2 separate regions of the Anser cygnoides genome follow, and region 2 is linked to region 1. A link is a contact called in public Hi-C data. All regions are on one chromosome and are shown on one strand. Each heading gives the region's core, a stretch centred on a gene start, on an enhancer-like site or on the middle of the called end of the contact. The rest is flanking DNA. Distances are from core to core; before and after follow the strand shown.

The links. A called contact is a pair of places that touch in the nucleus more often than the background predicts.
Region 2: a contact with region 1 is called in a Hi-C map of liver, with 3 times the contacts expected there. The contact joins the enhancer-like site here to the promoter of SMARCC1 in region 1. A contact is called at or near these places in 2 of 7 Hi-C or Micro-C datasets (granulosa cells and liver).

What each region holds. Positions count from the first base shown.
Region 1 is chr2:1,109,248-1,114,838 of Taihu_goose_T2T_genome, forward strand. It overlaps SMARCC1 (SWI/SNF related, matrix associated, actin dependent regulator of chromatin subfamily c member 1), which reads left to right and starts at 2,761. Exons shown (of 29, transcript XM_066991054.1): 1 at 2,761-3,066. The coding sequence starts at 2,776.
Region 2 is chr2:1,274,287-1,280,300 of Taihu_goose_T2T_genome, forward strand. It overlaps SCAP (SREBF chaperone), which reads left to right. Exons shown (of 24, transcript XM_066991038.1): 11 at 702-796; 12 at 4,907-5,005; 13 at 5,458-5,676. Among named protein-coding and RNA genes, the nearest start is that of PTPN23, 27 kb to the right of the region's middle. Within about 2 kb of position 3,620, at least 1 of the 3 cell types and tissues checked has open chromatin away from gene starts, as enhancers often do. A contact at or near this core is called in liver, where this site is marked.

The DNA.
Region 1 (5,591 bases), core at 1,511-4,010:
TTCATCCTTACGAATAGTCTTACAAGTACTGTCTTATGCTTCATACCAGATCTGTCGTGTGTTTGGGCTCAAGTGCGCAGCATTTGCTTTGGAAGCCTTTTCAGATGAGCCTGTGAAAAATAAGGAACCTAAGTGGAGGTGGCAAGGCAGTGGTCTTGATACCAATGGATAGCTGAACTGGCGATCCTGGAAACGTCGTGAACTCCAAAGTGTTCACTGATCTTAAAATTTGGGTTTGTTTTGGCACCCTGGGGAACAGCTGGTGTTCTAAATTGAATCTGCTGGACTTCCAGCAGCTGTCGGGGTCTGGGACGAGGTGAATATTGCAGTATTCTTTGAGCATGTGATTCTGGGCTCTTAATTCCAGCAACTTCTCCTTTCTCTCCTTTTCACTCCACAGAACATACAGCCTGGGAGCCTCGCACCTTTCCACTTCTGGATTCTGGTGTGTGTGTGAAGTGTTGCTGTGCATGCTGCGGCGTCAAAAGGCTGCCTGCTGGGCTGGTGTGGTGGAGCACAAGCACTGCGTGGCACTGCTGTGCGTGAGAGCTTTTTTCAGCAGCGGATGAGAAGATTCCCAGATCAGGATAGGCTTAGGCACCTGAGGGAGCTACGGTGCTAGACCTCCAAGGGATGGTAACCCATGACAGGATGTGTGGGAAGGGCACTTTGCCTTTCAAAATGTTCTGTGAAGCTCAGATTTCTGGATGTTTGGTTGTTTTTATTCTCCATAAGTGTCCTTCCTTGCAAGTATTTTATTTCTGGGTTGGAGTGTTCAGGGGTGGGAGGAGCTCTAGAAAACTGAGGTAAGCCCAGGAAAGTTTTTATATCGGGATGATTTTGATGCAGAGCTGTTTCCAGTCTATATTTGATAAAGTGGCAGTAAAATGCCCAAGCGTTGTCTAGACACGTTCTGTAAAATAAATTGCTTGACTCACCGATACTCTGTGTTTAAGAGTTCAGGTAGCTCAAAGGCTGCCCGCTGCCAGAGGGGTCTGGTTCCCCGTTGTAACGGTGCACTGCAAACCTTCACACGGCCTGCAGACAGCTAACCGCAGCCTGGCAGGTAGGGGTAGGTGGCTTAGTTTGTACCAAGATGCGTACAGATGGAGCAGAAGTACGGGGAGTTCAGGAAGAAAAGAAAAAAGAAAAAGGAAAAAGCTCTAGGGTTAAATGGGGAACCACCACAGCTGTGTGCGGGTTTCTGTTAGTGTTTGTGTGAACCAAGGACTGTGCTCTTTAGGTTGGTTTGAAAAATGTGAAAATTGGAGGAGCCCCCAGCTTTGTCATTCATATTTTTCTGTAATTGAATGAAAACTAAAGCATGGAAATATACTCAATTTTCTTTACTAGAATTTGACATATTGCATAATTACATACAGATTATTTTCTGCCTGTCACTTGTTGAGTTTTTTATTTTGAATGACGGGATTCACAAATAAAACATTACTAGCTAAAGTGTTTTCAAAAGAGGAAAATTGGAGAAAATTGCCTCATAATGACTTACTACATAGTACTAGATGTGATTACGGAAAGATACGATAAATCTGAACGTACCCAGCAGTGAAGACTTGGTGCAGATTGGTTCACTGCATTTTAGTCCATTTGGTTTTTATTTTTTTTTGAAGCCACAATGAGCACTACGTTTTCTTGTGATTTGGCTCTTTACCCATGTCCCTGCCTCTGGCTGAAATCCTTTGTGCTGTGGAAGGAAGCCCAGGACCGTGATCCCAGCTGATGACTGACCCATCCCTGGTGGGTGACCAGCCCTAGTTCTCCCTGAAGAGGAAGACTCTGCAACCAACTCTGCGTGTTCCCAAGCGATGCTCTGTGATCTGATGAAAGCACGACAACTTCTGCTTAGGATTCACTTGGGAATTTATTAAAGACTGTCAGGATCAAAACTCACTATAGGGTAGTTACATTTGCCCCTTATTTACTCTCTAGTTGTGTTTCTCAATTTCCCTATCTTCCACTTTTTTATTATTATTTTTTCTCCCCAAAACACTGTTTATTAGATGCTGTTAGATGACGTTCTCTCCTCTGTAAGCCCTACTCACTGAAGGAGCAGTGCACCCAGCCTTGCTGCCTGAGGACGATGGGGCTCTACCACATCCTGTGGTAGCCGATCAGAGAACAAACAGCCTGGGCTGAAGCTGTGTGAGGTAAATGCTTTTTGTTTCCCCACAGGAACACGAGGAGTACCTGTCGTATAGCAAGGACACAGCTGTTTAGAAACAGGGAAGGAGAAAAAAGAACCTAACTTCTGTAATTACTGCAATTACGGCTCCCAAGGGACAGCTGTGAGGAAGCGTGTGGGTCTGATGGGCACAGTCCCCTGTCCTTAAGCAGGAGGAGCAGATCCAAGAGGGCGCACAGCTCTCCACACAAATAAAAAACCACCGGGAGCCTAGCAGAGACTGAACGCTTCGCTCCGTGTGAGGCAGCCCGCCGCCACAAGGCGATACCAGAAACAAAGGGGGGGGGGGCGGCAGAGCAGCGCTGGCTCTACAGGGACCGCTTTCAGCCGAGGTTAACAAACCGGCAGCGTCCAAGAGCCACCACGGGCCGGGCCGCGAGGGGACACCGAGCCCCTCAGAGCCCCCCTCAGCCCCGGGGCTCCCGAGGCGGAGCCGGGCGGGAGGCGCAGCGCAGGCGCCAAGATGGCGGCGGCGAGCGCGGGGCCGGTCTGCGTGTGTGTGTGAGGGGGACGGGGGGGTGAGGGGCGGGGTTTCCCGGTCCCCCGCCGCGGGGGCGGGGCGGGGCGCTCGACGCATGCGCGGCGCGGGGCGGGGGGGAGGCGCAGGGCCGCGGCGGCGGCGCTCGGCGAGGCCAACAATGGCGGCGGCGGTGGCGGCGGGCGGCGGCGGCGGTGCGGGGCCCGGGGCGGCCGCGGTGGCCGTGGCGGCGGCGGCGGCCGCGGCGGCCGCGGGCGGCCCGGGGCTGGCGGCGCTGTCGGTGGCTCGGCGGAAGGACGGCGGCCCGACGGGCAAGTTCTGGGAGAGCCCCGACACCGTGTCCCAGCTCGACTCGGTGCGCGTCTGGCTCGGGAAGCACTACAAGAAGGTGCGGGGCCGGGACCGGGGGTGGGGAACCGGGGCCGGGGGGGGGGGGTTGGCCTAGGGGTTGGGCAGCGCTGGCCGCCCGCCGGCCCGAACAAAGGCGGCGGGGGCAGCGCGGGGCGGCGGCTGCTGGGGGGGGGCTGGGCCGGGGGGGGCAGCTCCGGGGCACGGGGGCTGCTCCGGGGCACGGGGGCAGCTCCGGGCCGGTCCCGGTCCTGGTCCCGGTCCCGGCCGTTCCTACACGAGCACAGCGGCTCCGGGCCGAGCAGTGCCGGGCCCTGCGCTGCCGTGAGCCCCGGAACCGGCTGGGGAAGCGGCTCGGGCCGTGTCTGTCGGTAAAGAAACCGTAATGCAAAAATCACCGGGGCTCCCTTGAGGCCCCGCTCCCTGCCGTTACCGGCCCCCGAGGAGCACCGCGTGCCCGAGCTGGAAGACCCCCGTGACCCCGAGGGACCTCAGGTGTGTAAAGTAACCCCGGGCCGGTACCGGTGTCCGGCAGCACCGGCTCCCTGGAGGCACCGGGGCTGGCAGGAGCTGCTCCCGGGGCTGCTCCGCCAGCAGAGCCCCGGCAGGACGGTTCTCAGCACCGCGCAGCCCCTTATCTGCGCCGCGCGAGTGGGAGCCTCCGCGCCACGCTCCAAAGCAGCGCTCGTCTCTCATAATTGGTTTGCACTTATCGGCGCTACCGGCTGTAAAGATTAGATACCTCTGGTTGTTTCCTGGGCTCTGCGAGGTAATTAAAACTGGGCGAAGAAGCGGCCCGCGCCGGGCAAATGAATTCCAAAATATCGCTGCGGAAAATCCTTTAAAAATCAAGAAGTGATTCTTGGTTCGGGAAACAAAGAAACGGATTGTTGTTGTGGGCGCTGCTGGGGCTTAGAGAAGTGTCCGTAAGGCTCCCGGTGGAAGCTCTGCCCGGAGCTGGGTCGCGCTGCTTTGTGCGGTGGATGCTTCGCCCTTAATCTCGTTCCCTGTAGCCCAGGTGGCAGCTTTGCTGTGCGCGCACGGCCTCTTTCAGGAGAGCACGCAGCGATTAGAGCTGACCTTGTCCAGCCCGTGCCCGCAGCAGGACCCGTACAGCTCGGCGCTGCCTGCCCGCTGTGTCCAGCCCCGGGGGCGCTGAGGAAGCCGTGGCCGTGTTGGAGAGCACCCAGCGAACCGCAGCGAGCACCGCCCAGGTCCAGGAGTCGGCCGGCGAGGGGAGAGAGGACTGCCTTTGTGAATCTGCTCGTTGCCGGGTCTTCAGATCCCCGAGAGTTCTCCGTGTCTCTAGAGCACAGCTCGAAAAATAAGAGGTTCAAATAGTATGGGCAGCTTGGGCTGGGTAGTGGAAAACCAGCCCTTGTTAACCAGGAGGAATGGGCTGTGTAGGCAGCGTGGCTGGGGATGAATTCAGTGCGGTAGTGGCGTGTGTTCCGTGGCCCTGCGTTGCTGCAGAAGGACGTCCTGCTTTCCCAGCACGAAGCTCCCCTCGCCCTTTTCACAGCCAGAGTGTTGGCAGTTAGGAAGCCAGCGATGGACAAACAGGCACCGGGGGCTCCTGCTGGGCAGGGGGGACTCGGCTGTTAGTAAAGGGTGCTGGTACAGGGGGCAGGGACGTTGGGGCACGCTGTTGGTGACGGCAGAAAACGATACTGTTTGTTGCAGCCTTCAGCCCCGTCCCGGCTGCGTGTGTGAGGCGTGAAAGCCGCCTTGTGCTGTTTCCCCTGGCTGGCAGCTGCAGGACCTCGCTTCATCCCGGGCCCTGGGGGGGTGTTTGGGGCTCGTGTCTGAATTATGCCGTGGTTCTAAGTCCTGGAGGAGCTGAGAGTCCTGTTTCAGAGGAGCTGAGAGTCCTGTTCCGTAGCGTTTGGGTAGGCTAGCACTGGGGACGTCAAGGTGTCCCTTAGAAGCAGGAATTTGCACTCTAAAAGCAAAGGAAAACTGGGCGATGCACTTGCTGTTGTGTAAGTGCTCAGTGATCTCTGGTGTTACGTGTTCAGTAATTCCTTTGACATTGAGCAACAGATGGCTTATGTGAAATGCCTTGTCATGAAGTATTTAAAACACTTTCTCTTTTTTTTTTTTTTCCTAACTTTGCATGTGTTACGAAGGATATGGAGAATAGCCTTGGCCTTTCAGTTGCAGTCCCTGAGGACAATTCCCAGCGCGTTAGTCATGTCCGGCTTGACACTTTGGGAGATGTGGCTGCTTCGTGGCTCCAGAAGTCGTGCCACTGAGACAGGAGGCTGCAAAAACACGGGGTTTGGGGTGTTTTGTTCCCTTTTTTAAAGAGCAAGGGGAGCGTTGCCTTGGAAAGGAGTTGGAGGAGAAGATGGAGGGCAGGCTGTCCGTAGGGGCACTAACACGTGTGGTGTGCAAGGTACGGCTTGGGAGCCCGGGTGTTCTGCCGAATATTTGGGACCCTCTTTTACTACTTCAGGTGTTTGGTGCTGGGAAGGGGCAGGGGTCTGGGTGCTGGGTGCCTGGCCAGGGACCACCCACCCACTGCTTTGCCGCGAGCTGAACCCGGGGTGCTGACGCTATCGA
Region 2 (6,014 bases), core at 2,370-4,869, 170 kb after region 1:
ATCGGCAGTTGTATTCTTAGGGTCTTCTGTACTATTTTTGTTATTTCCAAGACTAACGTAAGCCTCTAACTGTGGGTGCTGCTTTCTAAGATTCTTGACTGAAGCATTGGCAAAACAAGTTTTAAAAAGTGCTAGTAATAGATATGCTCTGCAGCTGCGTAAGGATTTGGGTATGCTCAAACCACAGATAAATGTAGTTTGCAAACTTAAAAGACATTTATAAACATGAGGGAAGAGAGATTCTGGAGTGATCCCCAGAAAAATCTACTGACTTTTGAAAATAAGCGTGGTTTGTGTCCTAGATCAAAAACGGGACTCGAAAACTCAATGGTTCCTTAAACTTCTGAATCCCTGCATTGTCCTGCTCAGTACCCTCAGACTGCTTAAATCAAGGCAGTTCTGTGAGCTGAGTCTTCTTCAGCTCCCCGTGTAGTTGGATGATAATCCAACTGCTGCTCTGGGGCTGGATGATAACCCAGCTGATAAGCATATTGGAATCTACAGGCCAATTACTTGGCTTAGAAGTAGATATCCAAGATAGGTCGGATGAATTTTAGCCTAAAAGTGCCATTTTTATCTGTTGACTATAGGTGCCTAATTTTAAAGAAGGGTAATCCAGGGAGGAGTCACTTAAGCTCTGCTCACGCCCGTTCACTAGTGAACAGTCTCCTTTTACCTGTCTCTGCATGTTTTCTCCCCAGGCTTGAGCAACGAGAGCTGGTCAATTATGAAGAACATGGCCACAGAGCTTGGGATCATCCTGATCGGCTATTTCACCCTCGTCCCAGCCATCCAGGTGAGTGTGCTTGGGCAGTTTGAGCACACAGAGGCTTGTAGTCACTGCACGAACGCAGTATGCAGTGCTCTGCTCTCTCAGCCCTCCTGTTAAAGAGCACCCAGCTGCCTCTCAGGGCTTCTTGGGAAGAAGGGAGGAACCGTGTGCCACGGCAGGAACGTGTCTCCTGGGAGCTGTCACAGAGCAGGCAGTGGTGCAGGAGCTGACTGGCTTCGTTCAGTCGGTGCCAGGCACCTGCTGACATTTCCCTGTGGCGGCTGCTTGCGTGCAAATAGATTTGTCCTGGGGGGACATCGGAACTGCCGGCTGCCACCTGGGCCACGTGGAGCTCTGAGAAGATCTGGCAAATCGTCCTGGAGCCTTACTGCGCACAGTCCCTACAGCAAAGTGTCGCAGAAGTGTCTGTAGTAATGGCGTTATCCTCTAAGAATATGTGCAAAGCAGGGTATGTGGGAAGAGGAATGTGATTTTTCGATGCCAGTTGATATAACTGGAATTGGGAGCTTTGTCCATGATTTATTTGTTTCTTTATCTCACAAATGATACTGTCTAACCCACCAAACCTCGTTTTCTGTGGCTTAGCTGGCTTTACTGTGGCTGAGTAGTAGAAGAGGTGACTCAAGGAAATGCCTTTATTTCCACTCTGGTTTCTCTGGCTGGTTTCATGCAATCCCAAACGCTCTTCCCTGCATCCCGAAATGTGTCCCAGACCCCCTGGGCAGTGACCCACGTCAGTCTGCCCGGTCATTTGGAGGCCTCTCATTGACTCGTCCTGGTGGCTGTCACCCCCAGACCATGCGGCTGGTCCCTGTGCTGTGACAGCCCCGTGACGAGCCGAGCAGGGGCTGGTTCCTCCCTGACAGTCCCGCCGTGCTCCTTTCTGCTTGTGCAGGTGAGCTTCCTATCACGGAATTGTGAGCTAGCTAATCCCCTTCAGCAGTGGAGGGAAAACCCATAACTAGTGCAGAATGTCTCCTCTGAGGAAGGGGTGGGTGGTGTGTTTGGGGCTGTCTCACCAGGTGTACGAGCCTTTGGGTTTTTCCAGCCGCAGACACCACAGTCTCTGTTCCAGGGGTGAACAAACTGAAACCTCAGCGAATGATCTCGTGGAATGGTCGTGCTGTTGGGTCGGTCTAACACTGAAAATAGTGTCAAGGTCTTCTGCCTTGGTGTGTCACTTTGCTGCCACTTACCGTGCCACCTCTTTGCAGGACTGTGCTTGCTGAGTTGCCTCAGGATCTGCTCTTCTGTGACCCTGGGCCAGGCAGAGCTCGTGCCTGGGCAAATCCTCAGCACCACTGCTGTAAGGCTGCAGCCGGAGCTCAGGGAGGAGTCAGCCTGTTATCTCTGCAAATCCCTAGCAAAGATTTTAGCAGGTGCAGTCAGCAAGGCAGGAGCACCGGAGCATCTGCACAGCTGAAGGCCACTGCCGGCCGCACGCGGGCTGTGCGTGTCCTCGCTTTGACATTGGGGAGCCACCAGGAGACAGACTGCAGATTAAAGTGAATTATAATCTAAGAAGATTAACCGTTCAGGTTGAACTGGAGCATTGCGGGCTGAATTTAGCGGCTCCTGAGCCTGGCTCTCAGTGGCCAAGAGAAGGACAGCAAGAGAGGAGCTAGAGCAGAATTCCCCAGGCTACACCCGGCCACGTGTCGTGTCCTAATTTTTTTATTTGAAGCTGATTGCAGAGATTGCTCGGGTCAAAAACCAGCATGATCCATCCTTTGGGTCTAAATTGGGCTCATGCATAGGGTCTTTTAGCTCCTCTTCCTGGAAGAGGAGCCGTGGGAAGAGCAGCACTTCCCCACACCCGCGTGTTGCCTTTATGAATGTATTCCTGGGTCTTACAGCGTTGTAAGGCTTGTGATGACATCCCTTCTTTGCTCTGCGTGTGATCCTGTCCCTCCTAGGATGCTTGCTTTCTCCAGAGCAGGAATCTCACGGGGATGCTGTCTGCTGGAGCCGGGAGCGTGCCCCTTATCTGCGTGTCCCTGGGGGCGAAGGGCGCTGCGCAGATAACGCTGTGCTCGTGTTGCAGCCTCGGAGGCGTCGTGAAGAGAGGGACGGGCAGCGTAAATCCGGCAGGGACCTTGCTCCAGCCTGTCAGAGGGAGCAGAGGCACCCATCCTGCCCGTACGGGGAGCAGCAGGAGAGGGAGGCGTTTCGTTGTCGAAGGATGTCACTTGCCCAAGGGCTGTGAGGTCCTGGCACCTTCCTCAGCCACCCCACAGCAGTGCAGCTCATTTAGCAGAAGGGAATTCTCTGTTTTCTGAGGTTCTCCTTCTTAAATAGAGTTCAGCTTCAGGTGAGAATTGGGCGTACACCGTAAATGCCTTCTAATTGTGAGCTACCGTGGAACCTTTCATTACAGGGGGGCAGAGACCCCCCTTCTCCTTGCACTTGTGGCCCTGGTGGTCCCAGGACGCTGCAGGGATGTGTCCTGGGTGCCCGTCCTGCATTCCCCACCTCCTGGCCCCCACCTTGTTCTGGAGCTCACCCGCCGAGAGGCAATCACCGAAATTGGTTCGGGTTGTGCTGTAGGGTGTGCAGAACCCAAGTATAAGAAGATGTCGGATTTCCAGGGCTAGTAGTTTCAGATAGCTCTCATCCTAAGTGGAATAAGTGGAGGTATCGGCGGAATTAATTATGGCAGAGCTTGCCATTTGTGGAGGCTTTTGCTGAGATCTGGGTGAAATCCAGCTGGGCGTTGCTTTCCCTCTGTTTTTCTGCTTTTAGAGAGGAACCCGTGCTGTGTTTTCATCCCCAGAATGTTTCGGGATGTCGTGTTTGCTCCCCAAACCTCCCGTCAAATGCCGAGGAAGGGATTGAGCCGAAATCAGAGCCTTGTGCTGGTTTTGCCGGGAGGTTTGGGGAGGGGCGGGCAGCTGACCTAGTGGTTTATCTCATCTCATAGCGTGCTGATTTTCAGATAGCAGGCAGCTGACTGCTTGTGTTTAAAAAACAGTTTGGGCAGGCTGGGGAGGCTTCAAGGTTCGTTCCGAGGTTTCGGATAGCCTCTCCTGCTGTCACAGGCGAGAAGCTGGGGTAGGCATAGGCTGCAGGGGGACAGAAATGAATCTTGAGGGCCCCTCTCCTTCCTCTGAGGTGGATGTGGGCGCATGTAGTGTGGTTGCCACAGCTGGGCCCAGCGGGGATTTGCCAGGGCTGTTCTGCAAGCGAGGGCCGGACTCTTTGATCTCGCCTTTAGCCCGAGGTTGCTGCCTGTGCCTGCTTTCGGTTTGCTCGATCTCCCCGTGTTACTGCATCTTTTTTGGGCCCTGACGGGTCCTGGCAGCAATGTGTACCTCCGAGGGGCGTCCCTGGTGCTGGGCTCACTTGTTGTGCTCCTCTTGTCATCCTCATTTCTGCAGTGGCACCTGCTGGGGAAGCGGAGCATGGCAGGGAGCTCGGGATCCATCTTACCAACGCTGCTCCTCGTGTGCTTGGTGTTCAGAGGCTGGGCACGGAGCTTTTCTTCCAGGGGCCTGAAAATTTCCTATATATATAAAAATAAACACTAAATAAGCACTAGCCAAGGGTGTGATTTAAACAGCCGTGGTTTAGCTGGAGCCCTGGGGGACGGCTGCAGCTACTAGTCGTGAGCACAGGGGGGGTACAGAGGCTTCGGTGGTCTTCGGTGGGAGGAGGACTGGCTGTGCCCAGTCCCTGGGCTCCCCCTGCTCCTGGAGGAGTTTCCTATCGGGGGAGGTTTATTGGTGAAGGGAAGGAAACCGGCACTGCTGGGGGCTCTTTGGGCGTGCGATTTGCACACGCAGGCAGGGGGCTGAGAGCTCTGGTGGCAGCCCCGCCACGGCTTTGGGAACAGGGACAGCACCCTCTGCTGTTTTTTCCTGGGGTGCTTTGATGTTTTGTGGCTAAGAAGAACAAAAAGTGTGAATATGAATAAACGTGCTCTTGAGTTCTCACGCGGACTGTTTTAACACCAAGCTTTCAACTATTCCAAAGCCCTGATAACAGGACCAGTCAGTGAAATACGCTCACTCCGGGCAGGAGGGTGCTGAGCTGCCCTTTTCCTGGACTGGAGATATTCACCCCTGTCCCTGAGCTGCCGTAGCTAATCTGTGTGTGTGTGTGTGCTGCCTGCAGGAGTTCTGCCTCTTCGCTGTGGTCGGCCTGGTGTCCGACTTCTTCCTGCAGATGTTCTTCTTCACGACCGTGCTCTCCATTGACATTCGCCGCATGGAGGTAAGGACGGGCTGGGGACGCGGCCTCGTGCCTTGGCTCGCCCTGCTCTGCGAGCATGGAGGGACTGAGGGAAGCACGCCCTGGGATTTCCACCCTCTGAAAAAAAAAGGAGCGAGCTGTAAAAATGCTCTGGGATGGGACTTGTTGGTTACACACATGCAGGGATGGGGGACCCTCAGGTACAGAAACGCGGAGGTTGTGGGTCAGTGGGCTGGAAGGGGACGTGGTCACAGACGTGGTTGGAAGGAGACGGGGTCACAAACACAGCTGGGTGCAGAAGGGGACACCAGAGGGAAGCTGGGCCCTTCTGGCTCAGATGCGAAGGTGGGAGCTGAGACTTAGCACGCATAAAAGAGCAGATGAGAGCAGATAACGGAGGACCAGATGATCCTGTAGGGCCTTTCCAACCTCGTCTTCCTCTGATTCTCTGACGCCTGCTTCTCTCCCGGCAGCTTGCGGACCTGAACAAGCGGCTGCCGGCAGAAGCCTGCCTGCCCCCCGCCAAGGCCGTCAGCCGCTCCCAGCGCTACGAGCGGCAGCCAGCCCTGCGGCCCGCCACCCCCCACACCATCACCCTGCAGCCCTCGTCCTTCAGGAACCTGCGCCTCCCCAAGAGGCTGCGGGTCATCTACTTCTTCGCCAGGACGCGGCTGGCCCAGAGGCTCATCATGGTAGGCGCCGTGGTGTTTGCTCTCTCGGGTCCCGCTGGCCCAACCCAAACAGGCTTCCAGGGGAAAAAAAAATCAAAAAAAAGCTTGACATTTTCACACATCCTTGTTCCCCTGCGAGGCTTACACCCCCCCACGGTAAATAATACAAGAAGTACTTCCCTCAGAACATCCCTCTGCATACATTAGCTGCAGGGCTTTGCTGTCTGCTTGATGTTTAGGAGGTAGCAGGCAATTTTCTGCTATTTGCTCTCAGATACCTCTGTATAAGCAGATTTTCAAGGACTGTACGAGTGGAAAGAGAAGGTATTTACAGAGCAGAAGTCATATTTGTCCCTGCA